Linked DNA regions of Bos taurus: region 2 is linked to region 1. The links are chromatin contacts, called in public Hi-C maps. All regions are on one chromosome and are shown on one strand. The core of a region is the stretch at or near the end of the contact, and the rest is flanking DNA. Distances in the headings are between cores, read along the strand shown.

What was found. Hi-C and Micro-C count contacts between places; a contact is called where the count stands out from the background.
Region 2: a Hi-C map of blastocyst shows a contact between it and region 1, with 3 times the contacts expected there. The contact joins the promoter of MAP3K5 here to the enhancer-like site in region 1. A contact is called at or near these places in 2 of 11 Hi-C or Micro-C datasets (blastocyst and liver).

Annotation. Positions count from the first base shown.
Region 1 is chr9:74,620,964-74,624,281 of ARS-UCD2.0, forward strand. All of the region lies in intron 11 of MAP3K5 (mitogen-activated protein kinase kinase kinase 5), which reads right to left. Among named protein-coding and RNA genes, the nearest start is that of TRNAG-CCC, 110 kb to the left of the region's middle. Within about 2 kb of position 1,493, at least 23 of the 102 cell types and tissues checked have an H3K27ac peak or open chromatin away from gene starts, as enhancers often do. A contact at or near this core is called in blastocyst and liver, where this site is marked.
Region 2 is chr9:74,769,251-74,772,568 of ARS-UCD2.0, forward strand. It overlaps MAP3K5 (mitogen-activated protein kinase kinase kinase 5), which reads right to left and starts at 1,698. Exons shown (of 30, transcript NM_001144081.2): 1 at 827-1,698. The coding sequence starts at 1,250.

The DNA.
Region 1 (3,318 bases), core at 243-2,742:
AGGCCCCTCTGTCCATGGAATTCTCTAGGCCAGAACAGTGGAGTGGGTAGCCATGCCTTCCTCCAGGGGATCTTCCTAACCCAGGAATCAAACCCAAAGGTCTCCCACATTGCAGGCAGGTTCTTTACAGTCTGAACCACCAGGGAAGCCCATGTATGTGTAAAGACACATGTATATAGTGTCCATCGTTGCTATAAAGTGTGACCTAATTTATGAAAAATTCAATATGCTAATAAGGTTTGAACATAAGAAATTTGATGACCATTTTAAAAGCATGAATGATCTGCAGGGCCAAGATGAAAATTAAATGTGGGAATTTATTTCTTGAGTTTATTACTAAAGCTGAGTTAAAATCAGTATTAAATTAATATGTATCAAACTTAAATAAGTGACAAGATAGATGGCATTCCCTATAAAATATTTTATATTCCCTATAAAAATATTATTGTCAACAATATAGAAGTAACAACATAAATATTTTTATGGAAATAAAGCAGTTGATAAATGTGTCTAAACTGATCAAGTATTGTATTGTAGTCAATTCTGCTTGCAGTTTAATTCTGTAAATGTAAAAGAACCAGAGAAAAAAGCTTTTACCCACCCACTTAAAATACTGCCAGAGGCTGAGGTCTTGGCTGGGCTAGTGAAGTGAGTAATGAAGCCTGAGACTCTGAGGTGGTCCAGAACTTTCCTTTGGGCCAAAGCAACTCGAACAGCCACAATTCATCTCCACAACACCTAGTCCTCTGCTAGGACCATGCATCTTAAAAACAGATCCTTTCAAACTCGGAGCTGATTTACTAAAAAACTACTTTCAGTGCACATCTGTCAGGTAACGGGGATGTGACCTGAGTTAACACAGAGCAAATGTTGCTGTATGTGAGGCCCAGAGAGGGAGGAGACCACAGAAAGGTACTCCTGGAACTCAGCTTTCTTAACCAGAGTACAGAGGGACTTAAATTAAAATAGCAGCCGGTAGCTTCAGCTGGTAATTTGGAAAGTGGCTTCTAAATCCTGTTGGCCTCAGGTGACCTTCTAAAAATATGTGAGCCAAGAGCTGCAGCTGTTACCTGCACACTCCTTGCACACAATGCAGCCTTATCCTCAGAGCCTGCAACTGAGCTGCTTTCTAAGGCCAAGCCTCAGATCACGACAGGGGCGCTCAGTGCAGAGCCAGCTGAGCAGAGTTCAACCTGCGATGGAACACAGAGACTGATGAACACCGGCCAGGCAACTCTGGTAAAATCTATCCTCCATCAGCCCCCTTCTGGGAGCAGCCAAAGAGAGATTTCCCAGATTTCCTGGGCTAGTTTTGTAGGAAAAAAGTAGAGCATTTCCAGAATGTTAGATTCCTGGAAGGCTGTGAGTGCTGCCAGGGAATGTTCCATTACAGTGGTGCAAAGCCCAGGGCCCAAGATGGGAGTGATGTGGGATGAGGAGTCCTCTCTCTTCACCTCCCTTGCTACGGGAACTCACCACACAGAGGCGCTGCTGAGCCATAAAGCCAACATGTAAGGTAAACGTTTCCTGGCTCCTCTGGGAGTCTGGGGAAAAGGGCAGCGCAGAGGCAGTGCTGGAGCGACAATTAATTCCCTAAAGCCCCAAACCAACACTCAACCTAATCTGCACAAGCACCATTTTCTTGGAAATGGTTAGCCTCAGATCCTGTGCCCCAGCTAGGGCAAGGCTGAAGACAAAGTGTTTAATACTGAGCTAACATGGCAACTTCCCTGGTGGATCAGCTGGTAAAGAATCCGCCTGCAATGTGGGAGACCTGGGCTCGATGCCTGGGTTGGGAAGATCCCCTGGAGAAGGGTAAGGCTACTCACTCTAGTGCTCTGGCCTGGAGAACTCCATGGACTGTGTAGTCCATGGGGTCGCAAGATCGGACACGATTGAGTAACATTTTTTTTTTTTTTTTAACATGGCAGCAATTCCACTGTGGCAGACACTATTGTTTCCCCAGGCGACAGCCATTCCCTTCCGTCTTTGCTACGAAAAAGTGTTTGTTGGTCAGGCGCAGGTGGCAATGTTTAGAGATGGTGAAACAGATTCCCTGAATTAGCCATGGTAAATCCATCTCCCTTGCTGGTGACTGGTTTAGGCATGGACACGTGATGCAACTTTTGGTCCCAGGGAATGGCCCTGACCTTCTTTGCATGCTGTCTGTATGGAGTGATGCTCGGTGCTGCTATTTAAGACCATGAGAGAAAAAACAAGAGCACATAGAGAAGCCAACCAGAAATCTGACACTGCTAAGCCACTGAAAGTAGCCCCCAATGATCCACCTCAGAAGTTCTTGTAATATGAGACAATGTTTCCTTATTATTTAAGCCATTTTTAGTTGAGAGTTTTGTAGTCAAAAACTTGCTTGATGGGTGAGAGCATCATATTATCAAAATATAGAACCTATGGTAAATGCATCCCCCTAATACATGTCCTGGGTCTCCACTGAGTAGCCACTGGTTGGAACTGGACTGAGGGAAGTGGGGTGACACTTAGTTCTCCACCGGGACCCTGCCCCAGATAGACCAGGAGTGCTTAGCTTCGAATTTCAAAGGATGGAAATTCTAAATAACAATGATTTTAAATATCTTGCAAATAACTTCTCTCTTCCACAATCTAGGTTTTTCTTTCATGTACACATGCAGACTTTCTTCAAGCACTAACTTTTTAAAGCAGCAACCAGGGAGAACTATTAAAAGACTGGGACTTCAATAATTCGCCCCTGACCACAGAGTCCCTGAAGTCTTGGGACTTGGTATAATGATCTTAAAGTTTTGAAAGTAGCAATATAAAGTATACACTAGCTCATATAACCATTCACCCCACATTTTAGAATGAAAATACTGGGAGAAGAAGTAAAGGAGTAAATAAAATCAACAAAAAGCAACACTAGGTTGTACTATTTTTAGAAGGAAAAATTTAAACATTTTATGACACCCTTCCAAGAAAAATCTACTTCCTATTTAACATTAAAACCTATTAAACCTGTTGCTTATCTGTTATTTAACTATAGTTATTACAGTTGCTTAAAACTAGTAAAATAATAAAGTAGTCGTCATTGCTTGTCCTCATTCCAATTGTATCACTTCTATTTAAAACAATAGAGTGGTAATGAATACAGTGGTAATGAATACACTATGGATAGAACTAGGGATAATGAATATACATACTTAGGTATAGAACAACAAATATTGACATCAATTTAAAATGGAAACAGATCCATTTTTTAAAAGTTTAAATTTTTAACAAGGGACATTTTTAACACTGAAGGTAATAAGCAGTGAGGACAAGGCAAATGTAATATTTCTTGAT
Region 2 (3,318 bases), core at 448-2,947, 150 kb after region 1:
TTTTTTTCATGAATTACTCTAGCAGTCACTTTAATGGGCACACTTTAATGGCCAATCTAACTTAGTTATTAAAACTGGGTATCAGCGTTTTACATAATGTTAAATTATCTACTTGCCAGCCCATAGGGGTATATGGAGTCATGAAAAATAGACTCTGCTCTTTTTCACCAAAATTCCAACAGAGATATCACGCAAGTTTAGTGTTAAGTTAAAAAAGTTGCTTTTGAAAGTAATTACTTGAAAATTCAAATTGGTAGGAGATGGGAAATCAAGCCACTAAACTTCAGGGAAAGGGAGCTGGGAAGATCGTGACATAACATGCAAATTCACACAGATCCGCTCTGCGTGCAGCTGGCTGCGTGGCAGAAGTCAGAATTTTTGTACTCTCAAAAGTACACGGAAAAAAATGAGGACATCTTCTAAAACAGGCACAGGTATATATAGAAGGAAAATGTGGGCCAAATCTAACAGAAGAGAAACCAAAACACTGAATAAGGCAGGGCTGACTGGGACAAATAACTCGCACTGCAGGCGAACAGAAGTTCTTCAAGAGGACCCCACGCACCCCGGGACTCCCAGCGCGGGCCGGCTGCCGGGCGGTCAGACTCTCTGCCCCGAGCTGCGAGCGACCCGAGCAGTCACGCAGCGCCGTTCGCTGCCCCTAAGGTGGGGCAAGAAGTAAATAAGTAAGACGCTCAATTGCTGCCCAGAAACTGATCGATTTTTCCTATGGGGGCGGGGGGGTGGGGTGGGAAACAACAGCTTTCCCTTTGCGGTGGCCCCTGACCGCGGAGGCTGGGGTCCTGCATTGTTAAATCGCACGCACCTGCATTGTAAAATCGGTCCAGCACCGCAGTTTCCCCAAAGTCCAGTTTCCCAAAATGCAGGGTCTCCAGGGCGGCGCCCACCGTCTCGCACGCCTCCCGCAGGCACTGCAGGGCCTCGCTCTCGGCCACCACCAGCTGCCCCTGGCTCGCCTCGTTGATGACATAGGCCACCGTGGTCCGTCGGCCGCCTCCGCCCCCAGAGTTGCCCCGGCACCGGGTGGCGCTGCTCCCGGAGGTGGCACTGGGACACCCGGCGCCGGGAGCGGCGGCACTTTCCACGTTCCAGAAGCTGCCCGGTGGCGGCGGTGGCAGCTGGTTCTCCTCGCCCTCGGCCGCCGTCGCCGCTCCTCCCCTCCGGTAGCTGCCGCCCTCGGCGAAGGGTGGCACGGAGAAAGTGATGCCCTCGCCCGCCTCCGCGCTCATCTCTCCCGGCCGGACTGCCGCGGCGGCGTCGCCCGCCCAGCCGCACCGTCTGGCCAGCCACAGCTCAGGGCTGCTCCGCGCGCGCCTGGCTAAGCAGCTGCCATCCCGCGTCGCGCCTTCCGCGCCGCGCCGCCGCCTCCTCTCCGGCGCCCTCTCCCCCGAAGGGACGCCGCTGCCCGGCGGCGGCTCGCCCCTCCTCGGCGCCTCCGTGGCCGCGCCGCTCGCCCGCTGCAGGGTGTAGAGTACAAGGGGTGGGGAGGCCGGCTGAGCGGGAAGGGACAGCGCTTCCTTTTCTTGGCCGGCGGACAAGTCGGCTCGCGAACCTGCTAGGCGGTGCGGCTCAAGGGCGCCGCTCTCCGGGTGCGGTGCGCCCTGGCCCCCGGGGAGCGCGGTCCCGGCTCCTTCAGTGCCGGGCACCCTGGGAGGGGCCGGGGAGGGCGCCCTCTGGGTGGGGAGCTACCTGGCCAGCACCTCGCGGGCGGGCAGACTCCCTGGACCGCGTCCCGGAACAGCGGCAGCGGCCGCCGAAAGGATCCGCCTCCTTCCTCGGCGGCAGCTCCCCTTCATCGGCTCTATTTCCTCCTCCTGCCCCGGCCCCGTTCTCTTCCGATCGCCGCGGCCGCTTCGTCCCGGCACTAGCCGGTCGCTCGAGTCTCGCCGCTCCTTGCAGCCGCTCGCCAGGTCCGCCACCGGCTTTTTGCCGCCCACTCGTCGCGGCACTGAAAGTCTGGGCCCGCCCCGGGGGAGGGCGCTGCTGGGAAGCTCGAGTCCGGACGAAACCGACCGCGTCGCGGCTCCCGGACCGCAGCCCAGCCCGGAGCACCGCACGAGGCCAAGGTTCTCCTCCGTCACCCACTGGGCTCCCCACCCAAGATAACCTGGAGCAGGCAAAAGCCCGGAGCGCACCCGACTATAGGATGGCCCCAAAAAAAGTCTCTCTTGCGAATACTCGGGTCTTCTCAGCCAGCGCCAGGAGGCACGCGCCACGTTCCCCGTAACCACGGCGCCCTCCTCCGGCCGGTGCCGGCCTAGCTCCGCGATGCTGTCGGGTCCCATGTGAGGCGCGGGGAGCAATAGGGCAGCGTGGGGAGACCTGCGTGGCGCTAGGCCCGAGGATTTTAACTACGGTCCTGCAGGCGGCCTCAACTGGAGAATGGTGTATTGGTGACAGTGGCTCTCCGGGAGTGGCAGACTGAATTTATCGGGTCTGCCCCTGGTAGACGTTTTCAAGTTTTCAATCGCTCTGCTGTCGTGAATGATTAGCTCCAAGTGCTGAACTGTATAGCATTTGCGTTCCCATTTGAGTTCATAAAATTTCCCCCAACACACCGTATACTTACTTGAGATAGAAAACCGGTTCTATCCTGGACTTGGCAAATCATCTATCTGCCAGATGAAAGAGGGAAATTAAGCAATTACTTCAGTTTTTTTTTTTTTTTTTTTAATTGCACTAGGGGTGGCAGTGGGGATCGGGGAATGCCTGGCTTGCTTAAGAGCAATCAGAGTATCTACTTATTTGAAAAGTAAAAACATATGTGCAAGTTCTCAGAGAACTTCTCCAGAATGCTATAACTTTAGGAGAACCAGTGGAACCTACAGTGAAATAACGAAACAGGTTTGGACTTTCAGGAACCGAGATGATTAAGTTCTATGAAAAAGGTAGAAGAATACTGCAAATTACATACAAGCTAGGCGGGAAGCGGGGATTCCCTGGTGGATCAGTGGTGAAAAATCCGTCTGTGCAGGAGTGGTGGGTTCTGTCCCTGAGTGGATAAGAAAGAAATGTCAACCCACTCCAGTATTCTTGCCTGAGACATCCCATGGACAGAGGAGCTTGGCAAGCTACAGTCCATGGGGTTGCAAGTATTCCACATGACTTAGCGACTAATCAACAGGGGGAAAGGAGGATAAAATAGTTAAGTAGGAAAGGGTTAAAAGAAGAAAGGAAATAATGTGGGGAAACACCTAGCAGCTGAACAATTGTATCTGCACAATTGTATCCTCAATGAAGCCAAATGACCTTAGCTTTTTCTAAAGATTTGTAAAATAATGGAAGTAAACTTATAAT